Linked DNA regions of Mus musculus: all the other regions are linked to region 4. A link is a contact called in public HiChIP or PLAC-seq data. All regions are on one chromosome and are shown on one strand. The core of a region is the stretch at or near the end of the contact, and the rest is flanking DNA. Distances in the headings are between cores, read along the strand shown.

Evidence for each region. HiChIP or PLAC-seq counts read pairs in DNA pulled down with a chosen protein or histone mark.
Region 1: a contact with region 4 is called in an H3K4me3 HiChIP or PLAC-seq map of embryonic forebrain, with 2.8 times the contacts expected there. The contact joins two enhancer-like sites. A contact is called at or near these places in 3 of 484 Hi-C or Micro-C datasets (cerebellum, cortical neurons and uterus) and 5 of 115 datasets of contacts at active chromatin or transcription factors (embryonic basal ganglia, embryonic forebrain, embryonic hindbrain and 2 more).
Region 2: an H3K4me3 HiChIP or PLAC-seq map of forebrain shows a contact between it and region 4, with 5 times the contacts expected there. The contact joins two enhancer-like sites. A contact is called at or near these places in 1 of 484 Hi-C or Micro-C datasets (forebrain) and 5 of 115 datasets of contacts at active chromatin or transcription factors (astrocytes, embryonic forebrain, embryonic hindbrain and 2 more).
Region 3: an H3K4me3 HiChIP or PLAC-seq map of embryonic forebrain shows a contact between it and region 4, with 4 times the contacts expected there. The contact joins two enhancer-like sites. A contact is called at or near these places in 2 of 115 datasets of contacts at active chromatin or transcription factors (astrocytes and embryonic forebrain).

The regions. Positions count from the first base shown.
Region 1 is chr16:77,534,592-77,537,933 of GRCm38.p6, reverse strand. The region is part of intron 4 of Mir99ahg (Mir99a and Mirlet7c-1 host gene (non-protein coding)); the gene reads right to left. Among named protein-coding and RNA genes, the nearest start is that of Mir99a, 63 kb to the left of the region's middle. Within about 2 kb of position 1,428, at least 70 of the 459 cell types and tissues checked have an H3K27ac peak or open chromatin away from gene starts, as enhancers often do. A contact at or near this core is called in cerebellum, cortical neurons, embryonic basal ganglia and 2 more, where this site is marked.
Region 2 is chr16:77,660,325-77,663,663 of GRCm38.p6, reverse strand. No RefSeq gene overlaps it. Among named protein-coding and RNA genes, the nearest start is that of Mir125b-2, 16 kb to the right of the region's middle. Within about 2 kb of position 1,438, at least 77 of the 459 cell types and tissues checked have an H3K27ac peak or open chromatin away from gene starts, as enhancers often do. A contact at or near this core is called in embryonic forebrain and forebrain, where this site is marked.
Region 3 is chr16:77,684,483-77,687,760 of GRCm38.p6, reverse strand. No RefSeq gene overlaps it. Among named protein-coding and RNA genes, the nearest start is that of Mir125b-2, 40 kb to the right of the region's middle. Within about 2 kb of position 1,955, at least 43 of the 459 cell types and tissues checked have an H3K27ac peak or open chromatin away from gene starts, as enhancers often do. A contact at or near this core is called in embryonic forebrain, where this site is marked.
Region 4 is chr16:77,235,037-77,238,424 of GRCm38.p6, reverse strand. No RefSeq gene overlaps it. Among named protein-coding and RNA genes, the nearest start is that of Gm31258, 66 kb to the left of the region's middle. Within about 2 kb of position 1,319, at least 101 of the 459 cell types and tissues checked have an H3K27ac peak or open chromatin away from gene starts, as enhancers often do. A contact at or near this core is called in cerebellum, cortical neurons, embryonic basal ganglia and 2 more, where this site is marked.

The sequences.
Region 1 (3,342 bases), core at 179-2,678, 300 kb before region 4:
GCCAAGTTGACAATGTTAAAAATACAGAGTAACAGCTCAGCGCTGTTTCAATACAATAAGCTATTTTTTTTGTCATGGTTAATCCATTTAAAACTGAAAAGGGGGCTTGTTCTCTAAACAACATAAATTTATATCTTTTCACCAAGAAATATATATTTGACTAATTACTATGCTGTATATGAATATGTAGTAGATAAGATTAAACTTCTAAGATGTTTATAATTGCAACATAAAATATATCTGAACCCTCTGCAAAAATTGTGCAATCAACATGAGGATATGTGATATTCACTATGAAGCACATTGTCTGTCTGTCTGTATATATGTCTGTGTGTCTATAGGTCTGCGTTTTGACTCAGCAGTCATAACCCTGCCATACACAAAGCCATCTAATAACTGGATGATTTGCAAATGTCTTCCACATGGGCTACAGCTATGCGTATGTAGATGCTGCTACACTCAATCCTGTAACTGTAAAGCAATACAATCAACATAAGCAGATTCACGTTTTTATTTTACTTTATTTTATTTTTTATTTCCTAATGTGTTAATGCTCAACGGATCTTTTGTTTTGTGACAAGCACAATGTGAGGACCCTCAAAACCCTCATTTATCATTGCTCTTCCCTCCCTCCCCACTCTTTCTTTTCGGGTGATACTTATTTCTAACGGCTTATGATCTTCACTGGATAAGAAGAAGACATTTGAGGTCGAGAGTGTGGAGGTTCAGGGTGGGAGGGGGGGACGGCTATTTTGAATCTTCTGATGGTGAGGTTTCGCTCACTAAGGAGCTCTCTGTGGGTTTCTGGCATTGTGTTTTGTCTGCTTGCAAGTGAGCCGGTGATCGATGGGGAAAGTGTTCATTGATTTGTAGTGCCTGCGCGCTGCAGCCAACCAGCACTAGAGTGAGGAGGCAGCATCATGAATCTCTCAACTATGCATATTTATATGCAGCTGCTGAACTTCGAAACCTCTCGTGAATACAAAGTACTTGTGTGGCCACCAGTTTGCACAATGCCGTCCTGCTGCATGTTCTGATATAGCTACTGTACGGGAGAATGGATGTGGGAGAGGGGCACGGTGGGATAGAGAAAGGAGAGGTAAGGGCTGGGGGTTGGAGGGAGGGTTGAGCCTTGTACAATTCCTCATTAGAAAGCAACGGAAATGAGGTGTGTGTGGGAACAAGCAGGATACGTTCTAATAAATGCTCTCCTTGCCTGAATCTCGAGTTCCACAATTGATTAATGGAAACAATGAATTTATGAAATTCTTGGGCAAATGGATGTATCTGGAGGATATCATCCTGAGTGAGGTAACCCAATCACAAAAGAAGTCACTTGATATGCATTCACTGAGAAGTGAGGCTCCCTGATAACGATGTGGTTAAAATATGCTGGCATCATTGAAATCATCATAGCAATGAGCTGTGCGCATGAGAAAGTAACCTCCCCTGAGTGAATCGCAGCTTTGCTTCGGGAGAGAGTAGATGCGACAATATAATGGGAGGGAGGGGTGAAGGCAGGAAGATATAAAGAATTGTTAATATTATTGGGAAAAATTAAGTAAAGTGAAATGCAGGAGGATGTTAAGAAAAATATATGAAGGGGCATGCATTTGAGAGTGGGGATAGAATGGGAGGGGCAGGAAAGAGGCAATAAAGCTACAGGGGAGGTTAGGAGACCTGAATATTCAGACAATATGAAGAAGGACTGTAAATAGGAGAAATAAAATAGGGAAAGAAACAGCCAAACAAAAACTATCACGGTGTGTGTGTGTGTGTGTGTGTGTGGGGGGGGGGGGGGCACAAGATATGCCTTTTCCACAGGAGACATTCTTTTGTTGAGAAAGATGCATTTTATATAAAGTACAGAGTAAGTCACAGATTTTTTAAAAAGTGACCAAATTTTAATAAGATTACGGTTTACAAACAGATTAAATCTGTAAACTTGGAGATTTCTATACCCAATAATTAAAGCATATTTTCTTAGTTTTTAAAGGCCTATAGTTAAAGATAAGAAATCTGGGTTGGGGGATATGTTTGCAAAATTGAAAGTCAAATTGAAACATCACTATTTTGAAATTATCTTCATTCAGAAAGTTCTGAAGACCAAACTCAGTTCAATATTGTTAACCCCAATAGTGCTACGGGGCCTCCAAGAAAAGCTCATTTTATTATGAGATTAGGGCTTGTCTCCAGCTGAAGTTTTATCAAAGAAACATAAAAGGAAACCTCAAATTCAATGTCTAGGTAGTTTCACTCCAGTATCAAAACCAAGCTTTATATGTTTCCACATAGAGTTACAGCATTGGTACAGACCAAAGTGCAGCTGCTCTTTTGACCATCCTATCCAATGGCCTTCTTCCAAGTCCTTCCCTCTGAGATTTAAGGAAAGCTGTCAATCCTTAGCTCTCAAAGGCTTAGGAAAATGGATGGAAATTGAATGTTAAAAGGCCAGCACATACTGTGTTGGTATTAGATTCCAATATTACTAAGCATGTCCAGACTTTTAAAAAATATACAAAACCTCTGGTACGCATAAGCACTAGCGCGTGCACACACACACACACACACACACACACACACACACACACACACACACACACACACACATACACACACAAACACACACAAACACACACTACATATACACACAAAAGCTTACTCTATTTTCAATGATGTCAAACTCTCTTCTAGCAATGTTCTCCCCCTAGTGGTGAGTCAGCACAAAAAGTGCCTTCTCAAGTGGAAAACCTAGTTTCCTTCCCAGAATTGGTGCTAAACATAAAACAATGTGAAACTTTACTTTTCTCATTGAAAAAATAATAGGAAAACAATATTCTCAATTTTAACATAATGTTTTTCTATTTTAAAATTTTAAATGATTTAACCTTTATCAGAGTTATGCAATGATTATAAACTCATCCATGTGCATATGCACATTGCTACAAGGACATTTCTGAGGTTATATAATAAGTGGTTATCTTTTAATCGGCTACCTTTTAGATTTTACTTTACAAGTACTTGTAAATTATTTCCATAGACAAACTAAACCTGAATGCTAAGGACATAAAAGGAAAACTACCAGGATTTAGTCTTATTTCTCATTTACAGGTCTAACCATGGAATTCTTACCATCCTCCTTACCCCATCCTGCTGAAATATGGAAAACTCTTACTGTTTATGCCCTCAGCCTAGGTAGCACAGAGTCGAGGCAACACTGAGTGCATTTTTTTTATATAATTTATCACACCAAGTGATAGTCATTGATTCATGAAAGATACCGTGGTTTCTTTACATGGTAATCAGAGTTCAAGTCTCCACTGAGAAATCATTTGTGAAAAT
Region 2 (3,339 bases), core at 189-2,688, 430 kb before region 4:
TGTCCTCTTTATAATTTGAATCACATGCTTATATCTCATGACAGGGAGAGATGGAGACCTCATATATGCATTTAACAAACTGTTGCTAGTCATCAATAGGAGAAGAGCTACTGGTGTGTATTGAGATTATGGGATGAAATAGTTTGTCATCTATGGGTCTCCTTGTAAATTAATGTAGCCTTTAGCTACTCTAATCTCAGCCTTGTCCTCTGAATTCTCTGCCTAGGGAGCATGTGTAGAGTCCCCTGGCTTCTGATTCAGGACACCCATGGTTGGTGCCTCTATTCTCATCTGGACTCTTAAGGATGGAAGACATTGATTAGAATAGAATGCAGTCTTACATGGAGCTTACACAGAGACCATGGCCAAAGGTTCAGATCTTCTCTTTCACAACTTCAATGTATCACTGTTAACAGAAGTGAGTAACCCTGCAGCCATGGAAGATACAAAATTTCTTTCATTCATGTTTTGGCTAGGATGACCTCAACTCCCTTTTCCTACTTTCTTTAGGTTTTATGCTAAAACTCCAGCTAGTGTCCCCTAACACTAAGTTTCCCCGGAGTCCCTGGCTCTTGTTATACATGTAAAGACATACCTCCTCTTATGATCTCCACCGCTCTCATGGCCAGAGTTTGTACTGTGAATTTAATATCTAGTTTCAATGCTGTCCTTCTTTCTTTGTTCCAAACAGAAAGAAAATCACTAACGGAAATCAGACATACTCTGCAAATGTTGGTAGCTTTCTACATTAAGATGTTTAAAACCTGAATAACATTTTTGCATTTCAGTAAAGTAATATTGTTGTCAAATGGGTCCATCATCGGCTTCAATGCATCCTTACAGCCCCAGCTAAAATCCATAGCATGCAAAGGTGATGGGATAAGCAAAGCATTGTTAAAGCTGCCAATAACAATGCCATGCTAATATTCCTGAGGTTGGAACATTTGTACTGCCATGGGTATCAAGCTGAAAAGAAAATACCTTCATGTGACTTTAAAACTGTTCAAAAAACAATGACAATAAAAAGACTATGAAAAATCTTGTGTTTTATATACATAACATATGAATATTCATCATATTCTTGGCCTTTTATCATTTTGAAAATGTCCAATATGTATCTGACCCTATGCTCCTTAGTGCTATAATGAATACAGAATTATATATGAGGACACAGTAATCTCCCTAAGGTGTGGGCGAGTGGCACTGGGTGTCCTCTACCTCATAAGCCAGGCTCAGGACTGCCAGAGGAGCTCTGAAGGGTTAAAGTTTCGTCTGTGACACTGAAATTGAGGCCAGCTGTAGGTCATATCCACGTCCCAGTCACAGGAAAATGAACCTGTGAGACAGAACCTAATTATCTGCTAAACCAAAAGCCAGTCTCAGTTCAATAACTTACGACAGAGCCAGCAGCCAGATATAGTGTTGCCATGGCAACTTTGGAAAAAGCTCCAGTGCTGTTGAGAATAAGGAGGAAGGGAAGGAGACTGTAACCCTAACTGTGCTGTAGCCATTTGATCTCAGACAAGGCAGTGTGTCTGGAAACACAGGCTATTCTGTACACACCTCCCATTGTCTTCTCACCTTAATATCTGCAACAAGCATTGAAAAGAAAAATACAATTACAACATCCTGTGGGCTTAAAAATGATCTCCTCCCTCACAGATAATTGGAATTAATTTTAAAGAAGAACATACAGGGTTCCATTTTCCCCTCTTCCATGTCACCCAGAAGTACGGATGGAACAGAACACAGCAGCATTTTCATAAACAAAGTTCCCAGTTCACCAAACTCAGTTGATTTGCCTCTGCTTCCCCTAAGGGATGTTTTGAGAGAAAAAGTTTCTGGAACTGAAGCAACAATTTGTTTTTGCAAAGTGTGTGAAAGTTAAACTAGAGAATAGGAGACAATTTGTTTGTTTGTTTGTTTGTTTGTTTGTAAACTCTGTTTATAACTTCAAGTGAAATGAGTCCCTGGGATATTGAGTTAAGAAGAATACAGCAACTAGAGGGAGGAAGACCTGGCATATTAGTAATTTTGTTTTTCTTGTGAGATCATCTTTGTATTTGTTTCTAGAAGGACATTGGATTTATGAAGTCCTGAATGAATACTGCTTTGTGCACATAGTACTGACCTAGTCGGCCATCACTGGGAAGCAAGGCCCCTTGGTCTTGCAAACTTTATATGCCCCAGTACAGGGGAATGCCAGGGCCAAGAAGCGGGGCGGGCAGGGGGTGGGCATAGGGACCTTTTGGGACAGCATTTGAAATGTATATAAAGAAAATATCTAATAAAATTTTTTTTTAAAAAAGACACTTAGCATACATCCCGTGTAACTAGCAACTCAGTAGAAATGCTAACTGTACCTACCATTTGGACTAGTGTGATTCAGATGTGACCCCTTTATTTTTAAAACCATTCCTCATGAGACAAACCATGCTATCACATGGCAGTTGTAATTATTGGATTTCAGCCCATTTGACAATTATAATGTCATTAACGATATAATAAGACACAAATGACACAAAATATAGTCACTTAAGCCTGCTATCCAGTTGTAGTGCCAAGATTGAATTGTTTAGATAGCTATGTATAAATATACATATATAGCAGTATATTTATGTACAACTCATAAACACAGAGTGCTTGAAATAAAGGAAGAAATATGGATATGAATAATATCATTTTCATATTCATGAATAATTTTGTGATAATGCGAATGAGACAGAAGATGGAAAATAGGATTTTTTTTCCAGCACAGAAATGACTAAGAATATATCCTGAAACATCTAATAAAATAGATTCACATATGATATCTGTGTATTTTCTTTAAGAGGTAACATCTTTAAAACACAATTTACTTACCCCATCTTATGGTTTATTGAATATATAATTATGGGTTTATAGAAACCTACAACTTCGAATTCTTTAAACAACTGGTGAGTTAGAGGAGGCTGAGGACTATAAAAAGGATGTGAGGGGAGACAGTAGGCAGCAGCACAGGTGAGAAAAGAACACATCCCAGCACAAAATGAATCTTCTGATTAATCACCAGGCAGTAGTGCCCTGTCCTCTGTTTCTGACCTTAACCTAAGCCCTTCTTGAGTAAATGGAAGCCAGAGAGAATATCGCCTCCTAAGACGGATGATTCTGAGGTCTGGTTACTAAAAGGCTTGCAATGATGCCAGCTAAGACAATGGAGTCAGATACACTACATGGATCTTACTACTTCTAACATCAGTTTTTTCTCTTAATCTTCACATGTACATGAATTAATTAGGGTAGGAAATAAGGCAATTTCATCAAAAAATGCATCTGCAAGTGTTATCGAAGCAAATACTC
Region 3 (3,278 bases), core at 706-3,205, 450 kb before region 4:
GCAAATGCCAGTGAAAAGCAAAACAAGAAAGATGGGGTGAGGATCCTTTCCCTATGTCAACAGACTTCTTGGAAATCATTCTATTTCTTTCCCCTGTGTGCCAGATGGAACTCAGTCTCATCCACGCTATAAACTATCGCTGAGTTACATGTATCCATAACATCTGAGAACTGTTTACTATGGTATTACAGATATAGGACAATCTGTACCATTTTAGCCATTTAGAACAGATCACTCAGGAGGATTAACTGTGTTCTTTCTGTTGGGAAACCATCACCATTTTAAAAAAAGAGTGTGCTTACTCCTTCTGGAGTTGACATGATTGCTGGTAAGCTTTCTTTTTCTTTTCCTGCAGTTGCTCTGACACACTTAGTAATCCAGTTCTTCTCTACAAGTATTCTGTAGCCATGCTTACGTCAGTGTGTGTAACTAGTAGATATATATGACTAGATCAGGAGTCTCGTTTTTGTGTTGTCTTGAACACTGGGGCAGAATGAGTAACAGCACAAGACCTTGGACCTACTGGTGTGTCATGAGATGCCAGCTGCATAGTCTTGAGCAACTAGAAGGCTAGGTTGTACCAATCCTCTGAGCAGGTCACCTAAAGTTCATGCAGAATTCCAATTTCATAGCTTGTCCTACAATATAGACTGTTAAGGATGTTATCAATAACTACCAAAGACAAGCTGAGCTGAAAATAACAGCTTATTATTTGGTTAGCTGAGTGGCCCAAGATCAAGGTCTCTGTAATACAATGTTTGATAGCCACCACTCCCTTACTTATAGTCATCTTATTTTAACTACACAGGAAGAAGGGAGAATCAGGTACTATTGGGTCTCTTTCATATGAACACTAATCCCATTCATGAGGTTGCTACTCTTGTCTGTGACCTCATCACCTCTCAAAGAATCCACTGGCTAACACCAATAACACTGTTCTTAATTGTAATAGACATTGCTTTCTTTATATAGGTGGACATGGGAATGGTTACAAAATACTTACTAGGGCACTAGTACGAATATAAAATAACACAAATATAGAAAGGACATTGTACATATCTAATTATCCATATAGTAATCTCCACCAAAAGAAATGTCTGGCATGCTAAAGTTGAAGACAGGTATATACAAGAGTGCTTAACGATTAGATTACTTAGGCTTTTAATTGAAAATTTAGGTAGAAATCAAACCCATAAGAATGGGTCCACATTTTAAAACATAAAAAAGGGGGAGACTTAGATGGGATATCAGGCCTCCTCCACAACACATTCTTATCCTTCCCAGTGATTGACACCTGCTTCTTTCTATTTTGCATATAGCCTTTGCTTGAGATCAACAATCATCGAGTATACAAACCTTCAGAATGTGTTTCTGGGAGAGTTCTTTCCCAAGACTGTTTTCCTGTAGTTACACCAGTCTTCACTACATGAAGTCAGAGACACTCTTACCTTGAAAGACCCAAGCTAGTTCTTCTCCAGACCTTCTAATGTATACTCCTGTCATAGGAATAGTACAGGGAATACACTCTGAAACTGAATTTATAACGTTTGGTGAGCTTTAAGAACAGGGATTTAACTGAAACTCAGAAGTGAGCCTAATGTCTCTCTGCCTCACAAAGGCCAAAGCTGGGCACATGATATACTGGTTTCAGACAATTTGGCAGGAGTCCTGTGAGAAAATACTGTATGCCAGGTTCATGCTCGCTTGTTCACAATTTCATAATCTAGTTCTCTGAATGAAAAGTATCTAACTAAATGGGAAATGCTGTAGAAAGACAAGCGAGAAGGTTTAGGAGGGATTTTCGCTTTTAGGGACGCCATTCCAGAATCACGGGAAGATTACTTGCAAAGCCAAGTTTGAGAGTGAGACATACAGTTCTGGGTCTACAACAACTTCTGACAAGATTTCACACACTGTCAGAAAGGTTCTTTTCTCTTGCTTGGCTCCCCTGCAGTAGGAGTGGGGACAAAGCCAATGCCCCAACCTCCTTACACACAGGGAGCCACTTTGACCCAGTTCCAGAAGCCCAAGGGCTGTCCTTAATTAGCATTGTAATTTATATTGCACAATTATGCAAATTGGGTACATAAACAAAATTATCCCTTCAGTTTGGCTTCGCTGTTCGAGAAATGCAAAGCCACTACCCGATAAGAAAAAAGACAACTGCACACATTTGCTTTGATGCAAGGCATTGCTTTTTCATTTGTCTTTTCTTTGTTTTCCTCTTTTGCCTTCCCCTTGGGCTGTCGTTTTATTTCCTTTCCTCTGTGTTGGGTTTTCTTTTTTTTTCCTTTTATGATGTTTATTTCTTCCTTTTTCTATACTTGGCTCTTTTCCTTGGGAAATTTTCTGTCTCATTAATTCTCCTGCTGCGATTCACAACCATTTGGGTCATTCCTTTGGTTTGTGATATGATTGCTATCTACCCATAGTTTTCTTTTGCTTTCTTTTTTTTTTTCTTTCTCAACATTTCTCCTTTCTGTTGGCATTCAGTCTACATTGTGCCATTCTCCCCAAGCTTGTCTGACATTCTTTCTATAGCCTAGCAATGCTCCTTGCTGGCTATCTAGCAAACATCCTCGGGGTGTAATTATTTGGAGGGTAAGAAAGCTGAAATTAAGCATGGCAAGTAAGAAAAGTTAGAAGACCAGAAATTTGAAAGCAGAAAGCTCAGTAAAATCTAACTAGAAAGTTGTGCTTCCAACCAATAGGCAGCTTTCAAGAAAGTATTAACCTCCAGGTGATCAATGCTTACATCAGCATAACAAAGTCAGTTTAGTAATATTGGATCATGTCCCAATTAAGCCAATTCTGCTAGATATCCTTAAAATTGTAACGAAGACCATAGACATCTAAAATATTGTAAATTTATAGAAGAAAGTTAGAATGGAGCTGGATCGACTATTATTGTGATTGACAGAACATGGAGATAAACTGCTGAGGGCATTTCTAACAGAGGTGTTTCAACAGACTGGGGAAGAAAAACAAACTGTGCCTGGCTTTATCTACTAAGAACCATGGCTCCCATGGGGAAATACTCCTTTTCATCCCACAGCCCTCTGGCTTCAGCAACATCAGTCAAATTAAAACATAACCCAAGGGGTGCCCTGCCCAACTGTGGCAAATCATAGCATCCTCCCTCTGGCTATAACTTTTTTCCATTTTGAATAATATCAAATTGCCTTGTAGAACTTTCCATACATATTTTTGGTCCCTATTTTGCTGTCTTTAACTCGCCCATCTCTTTCTGATTTGCTTACTAGATTCTGGCTATCCCA
Region 4 (3,388 bases), core at 70-2,569:
AAATAGACAATGGACTTTGGCTATCAGTTCTAGACAACCACATGCTTTTCATGGCAACAACGCATGGAATATATGAATTAAGAGAAATCACACTAAAGTCTGTCCCAGTTTCAGTCTTTGGGCATCTGTAAAGCAAATAGAAATCTTCTCAGACCACATGTTTCAGACTTTTTAAGCCATCTATCGAACAAAGTGTGTTATCCTGACCAACAAAACACAAATGTGCGAGACAACATTGTACTTCCAAATGTCTTTCCGTAGATAAATGAATTCCTTCGTGACTATGATTTCATTTGCTCAACTCTGGTTATATAATGATCCCATAAATTCACTGGAGGTATTGAACTATAAATGGAGAGCAGGCATTTTCAGAGAAACATTAAAGCAGCTGTTACATATTATGCCTCCTGAGAAACAAATGTCCCTGTCATATTCTGAAATAATATGTAAGCTGTTCCCTGCACTTCTTTTCAAGCTGGTTCTTGTATTCAGTATTTCTAGTAAATGGATGCAAATCAGGTGCATTGTGCTGCGATGGGAAGGGAGAGATTTGTTCAGAAATGACCTCAGTTCTATTCATTAATAAGATGACATGTTGGCTGAGAGCAGTGAAGGACAGAATAAAACAAGAGAGAACTTTCCTCCATTTGACAGATGTACATAGAGCTTTTTCTTGGAGAAAGCACTGTATGTAAAATGGCCACTACAACATAAAATCTAAAAACGTGAAAGGGACCTCCAAGATGCAGATTGCTTGGAAAAAAAATCACAACGTCCATGGCAGCATACCCCCCCCCCATTCCCTATTACATTGTACAGCAACTTGGAGAAAACACGTATTTCATTGAGAGGGGGCATCTAATAAACAAAAGTTTGGGATTTTTTTTCTGAGAGTTTTTTTTTTTCTTTTTAAGAAGGAGAAGATAATATATGCAAGACCCAACCAAGCAAAATAGCATTGTACTTAGAACCACTTCTGTTACTGCAGACATCAGTTGGAGACTGGGTAAGAGCTACCAGGAAGAATGTAGCCACATTTTCACATAGCGATTTAAATTATGCCACCAGAATAATTAATGGAAGGACTAATCTGGGGGAGGGGAGGGTAATAGGAAAAGGGGGAAGGCTATGTTAAACAAAGTTCATTACTGCATGATGTAAATGAGTTTCTCACCAATGATGTCACTGATTGGCTGAGCTGCAGGACTGGCTTCGAGCATGGCCGGATTGGCTGCTAGCTCTTCTGGTGCCTGCCTGCTTGGGCAGCGGTTGAATCAGATACTTTCTGTCTCTCTTGTTGTCGTTTGAAGCAAATCTTGTTCAGCCCAGCTGTGTCTCCATAGTAGTGGCACCCTAAGAGAGGCTCGCCCTCCTGCTTCCCACAGCTCTTCTGTGAGGCCGTCGTTGCTGTGTGAATACCAGCCCTTGGCACGAAGCCCAGACAGCGTTCTCAGATCCGTCTATAACACACACATACAAAAAAGAAAAATAAAAGCAGGTCTTTCATCTGAATTGCATCCTAAGGAGGATTAAGGCTTCTATTGCTACTGATTTGTGTTCTTTCAATTTGATGGTTAAAATCGTTTTTGAAACACAGTATCTTCTCATCTGCAGCAGAATACTATTGGTTAAAATTGGATAAAAAAAAAAGATGAGGGAATCCCCCTTTTCCCATGTTTACCTTGATTACAGAAACATACTTCTTCATTTTCTTCCTAATCACCATAACTGATGCTTTTGGTCCCCTACTAGAATTTTAAACTCTCAGCAGATTTCTAATTACAGCCGAGTCATTATTTTCAGGTTAAGACATGGGATCTTAATTAGCATTCTTTTTTTTTTAGCTATGCGAAATGAGACAGGGCATGAAGCAGAGATGATCTATGGAGAGGGAGAGAGGGAGAGGGGGAGAGAGAGAGAGAGGAAGGACAGAGAGAGAGAGAGAGAGAGAGAGAGAGAGAGAGAGAGAGAGAGAGAGAGAGAGAATCTGTATAGCTTTTACAGTTGAGCTGATACCCCCTCTAAGCTCTCCCTCCACCACCACCTCCACCACCCCCCTTGCAAAATAATGCAGTCATATGAACTTTACCAGACAATGGAGTACCTACAGGCTCTCCCCTAGACAAGTCCTTTATAACAAGCCAGTGCTATGTGCTGCAGACAGTAGCCAATCGGCAGGCTCCTTTCTGCAGCAGGGACACAATAGGTGCATTGGCCACACTGTCCTCCTAGACCCTGACAGCAGTTCAGGTTCATTTATTGTACACTGGAAGGCACATATGTCTTTAATATTCACTGTGAAATTATCAGTGTGGCTGTCTTCATTCCACTGTGATTACACCAATCTAATTACTGCGCAAAAGCTGCAGGGGCACCGCTTGCACTGAGTGACGCATAGGCATGTATGCAGAAAGAATATGCACGAACATGCTTGCTTACTTCAGGAATAAAAATCCACCGATTATTTCCTTCCCAAAGCTTAATGCTTCCTCCACAACACTTGGGTGAATATAGACATCATTTTCTGCTTCAAAGGAAAAGTATGTGGTGTGTGTGTGTGTGTGTGTGTGTGTGTGTGTGTGTGTGTGTGTGTTGTGTGTGCATGATTTAAACATTAGTCTAGTTATTTATTGGTGTGAGCTGTGGAGGTAGAATCTAGTCAGCAAATAAAAGGTAATTAAGGACCTAAAGACTTCCTCTGTATCACTAAGCATCAGAGTAAGAAGCTAAATAATGTACATGTCTCTCCACGGTTAGGCTTAGATGTTCATTTATTTGCAGTTCAATTGTCGTGGGCATCTGCCTAAGCTCCATTTGCGCATTTCCATATCACGGAACTAGGGTATATCTTGCAGCACTAATTTGACTGCTTAAAAAATTAAATATTCTGTGAGTATACAAAATCAGTATACTATAGCCTGGTCTCTGGGCAAACTGCTATTATTTCTGTGCACGTTATATTTACATATTCATAAACAGAATGGCAGTATGACCAGTGAGTGATTCTACGACAGAGGAAGAAAAGACAGGATCCAGCTTACAGAAGTGTTCACTGGTTGAGGATACTGGCAGAAAGATATTTTCCTACATTTCGTGCTTATTTTACTTTGTTTTCCCAGTAAGAATGATAACTGAAATACTATTTTTTCAGGTAGTATTTCACCAATGTTTACCTGAATTGATTGGAGTGTTTGCTTTTCTGCTGATAGTTCTGTATTTGAGTATGGAATTCATCATTAGAGTGGGTGTTCAAAAAACACAGTACTTCATTTATACCCACATGAATAATGTACTATTTATTATACATAGTGGAGAACAGACCATGCCGCGTTCCATTAATATTTATTTTATGATCCTCTTTTGTAATATTTGGAAACTTTCTATGAAA